Linked DNA regions of Sus scrofa: region 2 is linked to region 1. Evidence: chromatin contacts called from public HiChIP or PLAC-seq data. All regions are on one chromosome and are shown on one strand. The core of a region is the stretch at or near the end of the contact, and the rest is flanking DNA. Distances in the headings are between cores, read along the strand shown. Region 1 overlaps LOC106505712 (a long non-coding RNA gene). Region 2 overlaps MBNL1 (muscleblind-like protein 1).

The links. HiChIP or PLAC-seq counts read pairs in DNA pulled down with a chosen protein or histone mark.
Region 2: a contact with region 1 is called in an H3K27ac HiChIP or PLAC-seq map of alveolar macrophages. The contact joins two enhancer-like sites. A contact is called at or near these places in 1 of 47 Hi-C or Micro-C datasets (omental adipose tissue) and 1 of 2 datasets of contacts at active chromatin or transcription factors (alveolar macrophages).

The regions. Positions count from the first base shown.
Region 1 is chr13:92,428,790-92,436,574 of Sscrofa11.1, forward strand. It overlaps LOC106505712 (a long non-coding RNA gene), which reads right to left. Exons shown (of 5, transcript XR_001300369.2): 1 at 7,763-7,785. Among named protein-coding and RNA genes, the nearest start is that of MBNL1, 59 kb to the right of the region's middle. Within about 2 kb of position 4,057, at least 13 of the 83 cell types and tissues checked have an H3K27ac peak or open chromatin away from gene starts, as enhancers often do. A contact at or near this core is called in alveolar macrophages, where this site is marked.
Region 2 is chr13:92,639,801-92,647,098 of Sscrofa11.1, forward strand. The region is part of intron 3 of MBNL1 (muscleblind-like protein 1); the gene reads left to right. Among named protein-coding and RNA genes, the nearest start is that of MBNL1, 150 kb to the left of the region's middle. Within about 2 kb of position 2,706, at least 6 of the 83 cell types and tissues checked have an H3K27ac peak or open chromatin away from gene starts, as enhancers often do. A contact at or near this core is called in alveolar macrophages, where this site is marked.

The DNA of each region.
Region 1 (7,785 bases), core at 2,807-5,306:
GGTATAAAGTAAGACTGGCAAAAGGAAATATGCTTAAATCCCTGCTGTGATGGAATAATTTAGAATAAGAAATGTTATCCGTATACTCCGCATCTGATCCTGTTCTGTCTTCATATCCGCTCCACATTGAGCAGAAGCACCTCTGTGCCCATTAAAAGGACAAAAGCCATCTTTATAACTACAATGATGTGTAATTAAGGAGCAGTTATTTCAGTTATCAACATACAGTAACCCAACTGGCCATAGTTAAAAAAAATGTATAAATTCCAAAGACATTCAAAACATCTGGCTTTGGATGCTTCTCCCTTCCCATAATTGATGTGTTAGCTGTTCATGAGTGAAAGTATATACAGCACATCTTAGTGACATCTGTTTCAAGTTAGGGTTAATTGATTTCCATTTGGGTGGGTCTCTCTTTTTTTTCCCAAAAAATATATTAGAAGATACAGATCAAGGAAAAAAAGGATGTTTGCAAATAATATTTTTAACTTCTTTGCATGTATTAAAAGAGAAATTAAAATTAATAAGAAACTTTCCAGAATTTTTTTTATTATACTGTTAACCAATTGCGATTATTGTCTCAAATCATAACTGAGACTTATTGAGTGATTAGTATGTTCTAGTCACTCCATTAAGTAATTTACACTCATTATCTTTATTAATCACAACAACAACAACCCTATAGGGTCAGCCTTTTCATAAACATGATTTTTGAATGTGAAAATAACTTACCTAAGGGCACAACTCTAGCCAAAAGAATAGCCAAGACTCTCACATAAGTGCTTAATACCAAAACTTTCATTGTACAAATGTACTAAAGGATTATAAAATGCCATAGTGACCAAGTTGTCATGTGGCATTGATAGCGGTATGTGCAGGGTCTTGTACAAAGTACTCACAGAATTAAGGAAATCTGCCATAACTGGCCATTGCACAGTCCAAGGGACATCTCACAACATTGAAAAATTATTGTGACTGAATTTTTACTCCAATAGTGTATGTGACTTTTCACATGTCTCTAAATCCTTCTGAACCTGGGTGTCCTAAGGTAAGCTGGTAATACCTGGCTGATATATCTGGTAGTATTGTTTCAAAGGTCCAAGGAGTTAATATGCACTGAAATGTTTTGCATACTCTAAAGAATAATTTTGCAAAGTGTTAAGACAAAATTTTGCTTTCCAGAAATGGTAACAGATGTTCTGAGTGGAAATGGTTCCCAGGCAAATTAGTTTGGGAAATTCCACATACTGCTGCAAATATCCCCCATGTAGAGGACATGTATTACCTTATGTAGAATCTCTGCCATTCTTTTTTGGTAATGGGACCTAAGCTGTTGGGGTATTGCTTCCTCTTCCCACTCCATACGGCGCTAATAGAGCTGCCACTCACCCAGGGATGACACCAGGGCACACGACCTTCTGCTCTTGAAACATTTAAGTCTTTGCAAGAATTGTGGCATAGCAAGATCTGAGGATATGAACCCAGTGCTGCTGGTGGCCATGCCCTGTCTCTTGGTAGAATCAACCTGCAGTGCAGACAACACCATCTAACTCCTTTTTAAGGTCTTTGATTTGGAATCCTGTTTAATATACTGTTCATAGTGATTCACTATGAGAAATGACAGAAAATACTAGCAGATTTCAATGAAGCATGGTTTGAAAAATCAAGCATATGAAGTGGATTTTTCTGTTTTTATTACTTTAAGTCATAGTCACCAAAGAGCCACAAAAAATGCCACTTGTATACCAATAAATTGTGCTACTAAATAAGAGAATTACAGGCCTGAAATTACTTCCAGTGATGTTGAATAAAGAAGTTGACAAGGTACTGTAGAATATTCCTTTTAATTTTGATATTCTGAGGATTTTTTTCCTCAAAATTCACTCCAGCCAAGAGTTCTTTTGTTGATTCTCATGGCAGTATTCTTAGCAGATCATTGCTATGTGACTACCAACTGAGTTTTCTGTATAATCAGGGCCTAATAAAGTGGTCAGAATTGTGTCAAGTCCCCTAAAAACCTATGTCTTGTTGATTAATTTTTCACCCATCACATCATGATGATTTTGTTTCCTCCATATTATAATGGATCAAAATATTTTATATTTGCTTTATAATAATTATTAGGCAAAAAGAGAGAGAGAGGAAATTTTCAATCTGTAAATGATGCTCTAAAGGCAAGACCATAGCAGCTTAACTCTGTGACTCTATAATCTTAAATGTCAAAATACTTTCAAAAACATAGTTATTTGAAATTATGGATTATTAGCCTAAGCCTAACTTGGTCTTCACCTAGTATCCTAAGTATCAAATTATAGAGCTTAATTGGCTGAGTCTGCACATTCAATAAAAAATCCTGAATTAAATGGCATCTTCTGAGATAAAATCATAGCCCCACTCTCAGTTGAAGCCATAAGTCTCCAGAAACAGTGGCATGTCCATTAGCATACTTTCAATGAGTAGCAGAGGATGCTACTTAAAGTGGCTTAAAACATGAGACGATTTATTAACTCACAAAAATTTTACAACTGACCCAGTATCTGTCCATCTTTTTTTTTTCCCCCTAATTCCTTATCTTTGCCCTTAGGCTTATCTCATTCAAATAACTGCAGGTTGGCTGCAATAGCTGCAAATATGGTATCCTCACCCAAAAAAAGACTACAAAAGGCCATATATTTTCCTTGTGTCTCTTATTAATAAAAATATCAATTTTCCTAGTTGCTTCCAGCAGGACTTCCCTTGGCTCAAATTGCATCATATGACCATTTCCATTTCTATTACTAGAAAAATGAATAGTTGTCTTAAACTCAGCAATAGTTATCTCTCTATGGTGGAGAGAATGGCCTCTTGATATTTCAAAAAAAATCATGCTTCTGCATGAGCATGAAAGGGTTGAGGAGAGGGACAGCCATGTTTATCACAAGTCCTTTGAAAATAAAATTTTCTAATAGGCCACTTAAAAAAAGAAAAGAATAATTAGGAAGAAAATGTAAATTTAAAATAATCTGAGGAAAATTAAAAGAAAGTAGATATTAATTTTTAAATTGACAAAAAATAAATAATAGCTCATTTTATGTTGTGATCAGAAATTATGTTGAGGGAAACTAGTGGAAAGAACTAAAAATAAAAAAATAAATAAAAAGGAAAAACTTACTTAAAAAAAAAACCTTTCTATAGCTAACTAAATTAGAGGAAAGAGATCTAGATAAATTCTTACAATTTTGTTAACGTTCTTTTATCCTGCCCTATGAAATGGGTCTCCAGTTGGCATCTAGACAATATGCTTAGTTAGATTCACAGATTAAAGTTTTCTACTATAATTAATTTGACTATAAGTAGATTTTTAAAATATGTGTGTATATATACTCTTTTTACGAACTGATACTGATTCTGTAGGACAGAGGCAGAGTCCAATCTAGACTGCTTTTGTTTATTAAAAAAACACATTCTTTTTTTTTTTTTTTTTGATCTTTTGTCTTTTCAGGGCCGTACCCACAGTATATGGAGGCTCCCAGGCTAGGGGTCTAATCAGAGCTGTTGCTGCTGGCCTACACCACAGCACAGCAATGCGGGATCCAAGCCACGTCTGTGACTTATGCCACAGCTCACAGCAACACCAGATCCTTAACCCACTGAGTGAGGCCAGGGATTGAACCCGAAACCTTACGGTTCCCAATCAGATTTGTTTCTGCTGCACCACGGCAGAACTCCAAAGAAAAAACATACTTTACATGATGTCTTTTATATACACCTGTGAAATATTTATCTCTCTGTAAATGAATGTGTTGGCACTCTGCCCCACAGAATTTAACAAATTTGAAATGTAAGTGTAGAAATGAATCCTTCCTAATCCCTTTCATTAAATCATATGTTTCTGTCATCTGACAGGGGCTCTAATGATAGCGGCTCTAATGATATGTCCCATCCTCATTCTAAAGCCTGTATATGGGGGCAGAAGTTAAAAATGAGTGCCTCCTTCCAGACGTTAGAGCACAAGCCATGCACTTCAGAGAGTACCTCACCCCAAGGATGAGGATGTGGTTTACTGTGAGCAGAGACATCAAAGCAGGCCCTGTGCTGTTTGCTGTCTTCTGAAACACTGCCTCCCTCTGCCACTTGAGCTAGATAGTCTTGCCTTCGGGACAGAAAACACTCTGCTTTCCAGAGCTCCCTTTACCATTTCACATGGGCACATTCTTATGTGTCCTTACAACTGCTGGACCTGGTATAAATTTCCTATTGCTTCAGACTATCTTTCCAAGGCTTGATGGTCATCTCTGTGTCAGGACTAAGGAGATATAGATATCTATGGTATAATTTAAAAGATGGATGATCCACGTGCTCTTTCATTATTCATTTAATAAGTATTTATTACCTGCCAGGAACCATGGATAAAGACACCAAGAATATCCCTATACTGAAAAAGTGGTGCCCATACTCAAGGTTTCAGCTAGAGAGAAAGAGAATGGTAAAAATTATAAGTTTAGGGAGATTAAGTGCCAGGAAAGACATACAATGTATAGGTAGGCTACCAAGGAGGAATTCTTCCTGAGGGATTCAGAAAAAAATGCAGAGGGATGATACTTTGCTCATAAGTAATATAGATTCACTATATTACACAATTACAAAACATATGCACTCTCTCAGCAAGTGAATAACTCTATGTCCATAAATAATCACCAAGTAGACCTAATACTTTTTTACCCAGTCCCGCTCAGTTGCATAGGTTTAAATTTCATCTTCTCTCAAAACAATATTTGTAGTTACTAATTTTACAATACGTTCTTAGCTCCTCTGAAATGATAAAATATGGCAATTGTTAATATTTCAACTGTCATTTGTTTAACAGAGAGAAACAAGAACCTAAGCTTGAGCTCAGAACGTGCATGTGATTGCCCCCTGGGATCCTTAAAAGCGTTACATGAAATAAACTTGCAATCTGTACGCTGTGTCAAGAGGCAATGAATTGAAAGGTATGTTGTTTAAGTCCAATTTCCTCTGCAGGATCTTTTTTGACTCAGTGTGGCAGGTAACTGTAAAAAGTCCTCATAAGCTTAGATAGTTTAAGTTGTCAACTGCATGAAAAAGGCCATAATCCATGGATCATTGACCAGACAGATAGTGAGAGGTGGTCTGTCATATCAGAGCTTAGTAATAATGTTGATTGTAGCATGGTGAACTGGAGGGTGAGCTAAAAATCCTTCTGTATTCTCAAAGGGGCTTCTCAACTGGAAAGAGCAATTCAGTCAATGACTCAATATTTATTCCAGGTTCTCACAAATACTTTCTAGCACTGTACGTGTCTGGACAAAGAACTAAACTAGTTCTTTCAGGCCCCCCAAATCACATGGCTTCAGCTCTGGAATGTCTAGTCGCATTCACTGCCAGTCACAAATAATGTGAAAAATGAAGGTCCTTGCTGCTTCTGCTTTTTCTGCAAACTTCCGTAAACTCATCAGCAGGAGCCTAAATGGCATGTGTTTTTCCACATCAGCGTCTTTCATTCGTGCTTGTGATAGGTGGGAGGGACAAACAATTCACATAATGCAAAGAGATGAATGATCTCACAAACTATGCCTGGAACTTTGACTTACTTATCTCCTAGAATAGGTTATTTTTTTAATTACTCAATGAATTTTATTACATTTATAGTTGTACAATGACCATCACAACCCATTTTATAGCATTTCCCTCCCAAACCTCAGTGCATCCCCCGACCCCCCAACCTGTCTCATTTGGAAACCATAAGTTTTTCAAAGTCTGTGAGTCAGTATCTGTTCTGCAAAGAAGTTCATTGTGTCCTTTTTTTAGATAGGTTCTAATAGTAATAACCATGAAAGAATATGTTGCAACTAATAGGGTCCTAGGAGGATTTAAATTGTGACCAAGTCAATATGGAGTTCAAGTTAGTATTTAAGGATTAGTACATTGGAGGATTAAGAACTTCTCTTAAAGGAGAATATTACCCATTTCCTAGCCACCCATCACATAACCAAGAGTCATATGATGTTCCTGGAATAAGGTTGACTCCAAAAGAAAAAAATACCCTGCAAAACTTCTCTAATTAGATCACTTTAATCCTTAAACCACTCATTCACCCAGAACATTTGTACTCATTCAAGATTGGCCAAATAATTTGGAGGGAGTGGGGCTAGGTAGAAAATGAAAATGTGAGGTCCCTTTTTCAAAAAGTATTGATAAATGGAGGGTGGTGATGCCAGAGAATTAAAACAACGGTTGGTCCTTCTCAGTTCCACACTCAGGAAGTTGGTCTTGTATTCACTACCCATGGGGCATTATGAACAATGTGGAGGACAAAAATAAAAATAAGAAATAATTCTTGCCTTCAAGGAGCTTAACAATCTAGTAGGGGAGATAAGACTTGTCCAAAATCCACACGCCAAGGATGAATAATTACATTAAAAATGTTCACTGCTCAGGTTAGAGGAAGGAATGGAAGAGCACATCTGCTTTTGCTCCAGGAAAAGAGTGTCCATTCCATGTAGGTGAAATTCCCTCTCATGTTAATCAATGGTCACGCTTGTCTTCTTCAGAAAGTTCTTCAATGCATATGAAAATGCGATTTCTCTTGACTGCATTGATTTCCACTTAATCTTTGCTTAGGAAATCCTGCCTATACTTTGGATCTCACAGTTTTTGTAGCTGAGAGATAGATCGCCAGATTTAAATTGGATCTCCCTGTTTTGCTCTCACAGCTCTACAGATCTTTCCTTCTAAGAGTTTTTCATAAATTTTTAGTTTTCTATTTAATTTGGTGATTATGTTTTTGTTTGGCCACACCCACAGCATATGGCAGTTCCTGGGCCAGGGATCGAACCCTCACCAGAGCAGTGACCCAGGCCACTGCAGTGACAACACCAGAACCTGCTGTGCTACAAGAGAACTCCAGTGATTTGGGTTTTATTTAATGTAAGCTCTATAAGTTCAGGGACCATTCTTCAGTTGTTTGCTGCCTTCTCTCCATTTCCTAGCTTAGGGCCAGGGACATGGCCCTAAGCTAGGAAATCACATGACTTAGCAGATAATTGTTAAGTAAATACCTATTAAATATAAATTCTGGCAGAAGTGAATATAGGGGATAAGAGGCTGAGAGGGAGACAATGTAAATAAAAAGGTTGAACAAAACTGCAAGTTACAATTGGAAATAATGAAGTGGGATTTGATTTATGGTAGGATATAGAAGGAATCAAAGTGCTTGAAGAGATGGTTGGGGTCACACTTTAAATATATTTGAGACCCTAACTGAGGAGTTTGTACGTAAGAGTAGATAATGAGGAATGGCTAAAAATTGTTGGAGTTTTTTGTAACCCACTCACTCTGTTTTAAAGCAGAATATAAAAAAATACAAAATAGAGTAGAATTTTAAACAAAAGTGTCCCTAAGGAAGTGAAGGGTTTTTTGGAACAGGTGATGATCTAAAGAGCAGATTTAAAGAAAGTTAAGGCATGAATTTTAATAGAGGAAAAGGACGTGGGGAGAATACACAGAAACAAATATGAAGGCAAGAAAAAAACACTTAACATTTTGTTGATAGAGTGATAGAATTTAGTCATTTAACCTATCCATCTTGGGAAACACTTTTTAAAACAACCAATCTTTTTTTAAAAATCCCTTGTTGAGTTAATAGAGAAACTATTAACTATAGTACATTTGCCTGAAATAAGGAAGTTAAGTTGAGAAACATGCATAAGTTTAGTCTACATTAACCACATACAAAGTTTCATTTTCAGTCATTTTAACTTACAGAACTGCAGAGAGACCGAATCT
Region 2 (7,298 bases), core at 1,456-3,955, 210 kb after region 1:
ATACATTGCTTTACTCACTTAATGCATCCAAACGTGGTGTTTAGCAGATCCGGGCTTTCAGCCTAAACGTTGTTGATGTGATGGCAAGAGAAAAACATCATGTGACAGCCGCCTGTGCTTTTCCCTCTTACCTTCACGTTCTGGCTTATTATGAAACAGTGTTGCTATGGCTCATGTTCCTGTGAGGCCCAACATCTCCATACTTTTCATCTTAAATAAGCACTTAGGAATACGCTCCAGAGCTTCTGATTGCCGTTTAGAACCAAGCACCTTGTCACACGATTAAACTTTTCAAATGCCTGTGTTTAAGTCATGACTTTTATACCCTCTGCCTTAGAGACTTACCTTATAGATGTTTTGTAAGAGTTCTGTAATTGATAGGCCTCTCTTTTTATTTATTTGTTTATTGTTAAAATGGATCACTTCCCAGAAAGCTAATCAAGGATAGTAGAAATATATGAATTCTTTCTCAAAATTCAGTGAATTTTGTTTTATTCCCAGCAATAATTTTAAAGTAACTTTTGTTGATGTTTACTCCTTTAGATGTTTGGGAACCTGCCAATAGAAAGCCAGTGGAAGTCTCTGGGGTGAGGGGGGAGTTGGTGAGGGAGATTGCAGTGTGGGGGGGAGGGGAGAGGAGGAGACAGGCTCAGATAACCTGTGTTGTGATACTGCTTTTTACATCAAGAGACTTTTTTTTTCCCCCTACCGCCTATGCTGCTGCAGTCAGCATCCAATAGAGACGTGTTCTGGGCCCAGGAGCCAATTGTCTTTTTCCTCACTGCAACCTGAAGTCTGAGAGAGCTGATGGCTGTGCACAATTTTAGCAAATTGTCATGGGGATGGGGGCGGGGGGAGTGCCTTCCCCACAGGGTCAGAGCCAGTGGCATTGAGCACATTTTGTTCAAGTACAAAGTTGATCTGTCTGAAGGAGACAGTGATCAGCAGTGATGAAGAACTTTGTCACCTCACCTCTGCTTCATGCTCTGTCACTGCTTACATGAAGCAGTCAGTAGCATTTAATGGCTGGATATGAGGCAGAATTTGTGAGGTTAAGGAGGTAGCGATGATGTTTGTTTTCAGTTAGGGAATCCCCGAAGCTTATGGAGGAGTCTGAATGAAAAACTGGGAAGAAGGAAGGGTCTTTGTTATTTGGCAAAGTTGGTGGTGTCTCTAAAAGATTGGAGAGCAGTGTAATGTAGTTATTTCTATATAAATCTGACAGCCAAAATTTTGGACATCTGTTATAGTTTAGAAAATTTTATTTAAGCATTAATCATATGCATTATCCCATCTAGTGAGCTTTGATGGGATTTTTACAAATGGAGATATTGAAATGGGACTTTTAAATATATACGAATATAGCAAATGCTTCATATAAATTCAGAGTAATGGTGTTGTTATTCTTGAGCTGGCTTGACCAAAATGTTTTATCACTTTGATTTCCTTTAGCTTCTTTTATATTGCTAAATAAAAGATGTGCCCCTTAAAACCTACCATCTTCCCAATGTTATTGTCTCACTTTACTTTTTATTTTTAATGTATGTGATGCATTTTTCCATATATAAAATCATCTTTTCTTTATTTGTGATATGTCCAAATCACAGAGGCCAGGTCAGTGGAATTCATAGATATTCTAAGAGCCTCTTGCTTCATTAGGTTCTTGTTGAAATGGATGATGTGAGACAAAATTTTCACTTGTTTGGTGTTCAATTATTTTATTTTCTGTTATTGATCCTATAGTACAGGTCCTGCTGAGGGGAACAAAAAAGAATGACAGAGAAACTGAAATGTATTGGTGAATCTAATTTTTTTTCATTACATTTTGGAAATACTAGGTAGATTAGTCTTCTCCAAATTAGTTGCCTATACTGTGAAACATCTTTTCCTTCGCACAACTTAAGGGGGTTAAAGCATCCATTTGATTCTGACCTATTCTGGTTAAAGTCATTTATGTTTAGCGTGAGCAATGATTAGAAAAACATGCACATGTAATTATGATCACATGATCATCAGTACAAATACATACATCTAGCATAGTGGGGAAGAGCGCCACCATCTCTGTAGTTAGATGGTCTGGCTTTGTTATGTGTCCTTGGACAAGCACCCCTCATCCTTCCCTTTGGAGGGGTATTTAAAGATGGAGAGTTTTTCCTTTATCAATGCACTAGGATCTGAAGTAGTTCTATAAAGAACTGCTTAAACGAGTCTTCTAAGAGGTTGTCAAGGAAATAATTATGTGCATTTGACATAAGAAGTGTACCTCCTTTTTACCCTCAGGAAAGCCCTAGGGATATAATAAAGATGGTCATGCTGTAATCCACCTAATAATGGTATGATGATGAATTGCATATTATTTGTAAAACATTTTGTATTTCTCAATTGAAAGGCATGCGCTACAAATAGAGCTCTAAATTTTATTATGTAAATGTTAGGGCTTTTAATTATTAGCCAAGATTGAAGAGTGTCTGATTTGGATGCCTAAAACTTCAGAAATGTTTCTGCTACAAACAGTTTAGAAGTCTGACAGTTGCTGCACCAAAAAAATAATGAAGCAATTGAAAAAATAATAGAAACATAGTGATCTGGCATTTCCAATTTTATGATGCTATAAAAAAGCAGCCAACAAATGTTGGACTGTTTAATGATGCTGGCACCTACCAAATGTCACTGGGCTTTCACAAGGTCATGGAGACTTTGGTTTGGCTCAGGGATGCTGGCCAGACCCATCTTTGGAGCCTAGGAAGACTGTGGAATAGTGGCAGACAATAGGTGCCAGCTAAACCTTTTATAGCACTTCATAGATGGCTACACACTTTTGTGGGATTCTCTGAGATAGAGAAGACCATGAGTAGAAGAAAAAAGTGAGACTGTTGCTTCGTAACAGCATCCCATCACAGGCAACTCTAAATATAAGATCCTTGTGGGCCCTCTCTGAGGAGGCTAAGATTTCTTCAGATGACTATCAGCTAAAATTGTATGCTGATATAACTGTTGCTGTCACAGTTGTATGTATATCTGATCTCTCACAGACAAAAGCTGCTGGAGAAAGGAGTGATATTTTTGTAACAAGAATGTGTGTATGATTTGTTGCCTTTTTCTCTTTCTCCACCTCCTCAGCAGCAGCTAACCTGACTCTCATGTGTTACATAATACTTATCTAGATGTGTAGAGTTTCAGTTATGCCATTTTCAAGATGATTAATGGGAGTTGTGCAATTAAAGCTCCGAAGTTCTCTGGGAAAAAAGTCATAGTATCCTGATGTTTGAGTTAGAGTGCGTTGATATTGCGTCAGCATTGAGGATATTTTGGGATATTGTAAATGTCACTATTGGTTTTCTTGTCTAAAAATCATCACCATCAGACTTAGGAATGGTCTATAAAATAGTGCTTAGAATATTTGAATACTGGAGAGGCTTCTTTAAATAGCTAGAAAAGTCTAACCTGAAATCCCTTCCCTAAAATCAGATTAGACTTGCATGAGAAAAAGTTTAATGCCATGAAATAGAGTCTGTTACATTCTTTTTTATCCTTTCAGACCATCATAAAATTACAGATTTAAACTCAATAGATTGTGTGCATGCATGTGTGTGCATGCGTGTGGGCGTTTGTAATTTTGTTTCCTTTCTTTTACTGGCAGTCTCAATAATTATTAAGCCATGGTTTATATGTGAATATGAACTTTTTAGGGGATAAGGAAAAGGAAAAATATATATAAATTTTTATTATATTGTATTTCATTTGAAAACACTTTAGATCTATAGTAAAATAATATTAAGAAATTGGGACTATTTCAGTGAAAACCCACTTGTAAATTTTTGCTTCTTTTTTTTCTTACTGGTAGGAGAAAATTCTCTCTGCTCTTATGTTGACCTGAGCTCCAAGCATTTGTCCTTAGGTTGATTGGATGAAGAAATAGCAATTTACATCTAGAAAATTAAGCTTTAAATATTGATTAGTGTTGCTTTATTTCGTGTTAAGTTTAGGAGACTAGAGATTAATTCCCGAGCAAAATAAGAGGAGAAATGACTCTTTTCTTCATGTTCTGTGATGCTGCGCATTTGTTCCTGATGTTAACCTGAAAGTCCAATGAGTAAATTAAAACAGAAGTTGTTTTTTTTTTTTTTTTTAAAGAATATTTTCTTGCCTTTCTGGATGATAAAACTCTGAAATAAGTACAAGGATGTCCTTATAATCTGGCTTAAAGGGTCATAATATTTGAGAATGAAAAACTGAATAGAAAAATTACTGTAAATATGTCAGTTCTATCTGTTTACTCTGTAGTATACCATACTATTTAAATACAGTAAAGAGAGTTTTGACTTATTAACAATATCTATATTCTAGTTGACCCTGGATTAGCATGGCTTTGAATTGTGCAGGTCCACTTATATGTGGATCTTTTTCAATAAGTACTGCTACAATACCATGTTATTTATGGTGGCTTGACTACAGATGCCCAACCACCCCGGAAGGAAGGCCGGTTATAAGGTTATGCTTGGATTTTCAACTTCATGAGGGTTGCTGTCCCTGACAGCCCCTGTCTCTTCCTCCTGCTTGTTTAGATATCAGCTGATTTGTGATAGAGTATAGACTACAACAGAATAGGATAAAAATAGAATATGTAAAACAAAACAAACAAAACCATCTCATTGGTGAAATCGAGACTTTCTAAGAAAAAAAAAAAGAGGCTATATCTGTTTTGATGCTTTAGGAATTTCTACCAAATGATAGTTCAGTGTCCTTTTAGGTTTTATTCCATAGCTTTCTAGAAGTCCTTATGTGTTTTTTCAAATAAAACATGAAATAAAAATTTTACTCATATATCTTAGGTTTCTTAAATTTGCAATAAAAGCAAGGTCGGTAATAATACACTGCTCTTAGAAATAGGAATACAGTTGGGGTGACTATATATGTGTGTATATGCATAATTACATATATACACATGTGTACATTTACATATGATTAAAAACAACAGTATGCAATGGATCCACCAGAATTCCAGTTGGCAGTCAGAAATCTTTATTTTGGGGGGTAATCTGGCTTCTTAATTTATCTTTCTTTTTCAAAGGTGGGGGATACATGGCTGACTTTTAGTTATTCGGAAAGGATTTTCAATAGGGAAATAAAATCAAGAAAATTGTGCTTGCCCTTCAAAAAAAGTCAATATCCTGAGTATAATGGAGCTATTGATATGATTTTGGAATTTAATTATTGAGTCTTTTTATACCACAGTCTTTGTTTTTATTTTAAATAAAATAATTTTAGTGAAACTCAAATATCCATACCTTGAAAATTCTTAGAAGCTGCAGTTATTAGATTTTAGCAAAATTAGAAGGAATAGGGAGTCCCCATTGTGGCTTAGCAGTAACAAATCCGACTAGTATCCATTGAAGATGTGGATTTGACCCCTGGCCTCACTTAGTGGGTTAACGATCTGGCATTGCTGTAGCAGATGTGACTTGTATCCCACATTGCTGTGGCTGTGGCATAGCCCAGCAGCTGGGAACTTCCATATGCCACAGGTGTGGCCTTAAAAAGCAAAAAAAAAAAAAAAAAAAAAGAAGAAAGAAAGGAAAAGAAAAATTAGAAGGAATAACTGGTCATCCACTCACTCCTTTAGAGTCAGTTTTTTGTGGGGTTTTTTTTTTTGCTTTTTTAGGTGCGCACCTGTAGCATATGAAAGTTCCCATGCTAGGGAGCGAATTGGAGCTGTAGCCACCAGCCTACATCACAGCCACAGCAACACCAGATCCGAACCATGTGTGCAACCTACACCACAGCTCACAGCAACACCAGATCCTTAACCCACTGAGTGAGGCCAGGAATTGAAACCTGTGTCCTCATGGATACTAGTTGGGTTCTTTGCCACTGTGCCACAGCAGGAACTCTGAGAGTTAGGTTTTATTTTACAAACCTAACTGTTTGAGGAGGTTCCCAGAATAAGAGACCCTATCATTTAAATGTAAGACTGAAAATATTTAAGAGTTCTCTCATGGTGCAGTGGTTTAAGGATCTTGCATTTTCACTGTGTGGCTCTGGTCGCTGCCATGGAGCAGGTTTGATTCCTGGCCTGGGAACTACCACTACTGCAGATGTGGTTAAAATAAAGAAATATATTTTTTTAAGAATGAAAATATTTAAAGCTACTTATAAATAAATTTAAGTTTACACCTTTTGAATTACATATGCCCCTTTTACTGACAAGGTTTGTATTCCTCTAAAATTCATATGTTGAGGCCTCTCTCCAATGTGGTTTTGGTGATGGTACCTCCAAGGAAATAATTAAAGTTAAAATAATTAAGATTAAGGTCCTAAGTGTGGAGCCCTGATCTGATAGAATTAGCGTCTTTATAAGAGATGCCAGAAGGCTTGTTCTCTCTCTCCATGCACCCCCCACAAGGAGAGGCAAAATTATATTTGTGTTGTTTAAACCACTCAGTATATCTTGTTATTGCAGCCTGAGCAGACTAATACAGCCCCTATTAAATTCCATTAGATATAACACAGTGGTTAACACTCAACTGGCAATGATTTTCCCTCCTTGGACCTTCAGAGCCATTTTGGCAATATCAAGAGACAGTTTGTCATAACTGAGGGCAGGAGTGCTATATGCATCTAGTAGGCCAGGCATACCACTAAATATCCTGCAGTGCCAAGAACAGTGCCCATGACAAGACTTATCTGGCCTCAAATGTCAGTAGTGCTGAGGTTGAGCAACCTTGAACTTTTTTGGATGCATGTGTTCTTTGAGCTGACACAAGTCTTTTACAGAAATAAGTGAATCATAAGAAGATAATACATCTAAGAACTAAAGTATTCTGTGTGTTAGAAGCAATTAATTTATTTTCAATATTTGAAAAAGCCAGTAAACTGGAATTCCTAGAGCTAAGTAAACCTATATTCATTTACCTAAATGAAAACAAAATATTTGAAGATAGATGCTTGTGTATGCATATTGGTGTATGAATAAACTATAATTTTTTTCTCAAAATTAATCATCTTTTAAACTGCCTACATTTCCTACTGCTAGATACATGCAATTTTTTTTTTTTTTCTTTTTAGGGCCACACCTGCGGCATGTGGAAGTTCCCAGGCTGGGGGTAAGAATTGGAGCTACAACTGCCGGCCTACGCCATAGCCACAGCATTGCCAGATAGAGCCGTGTCTGTGACCTATACCACAGCTCACAGCAAAACTGGATCTTCAAGCCACTGAGCAAGGCTAGGGATCAAATCTGCATCTTTATGAATACTAGTCGGGTTCATTACTGCTGAGCCACAATGGGAACTCCTAGA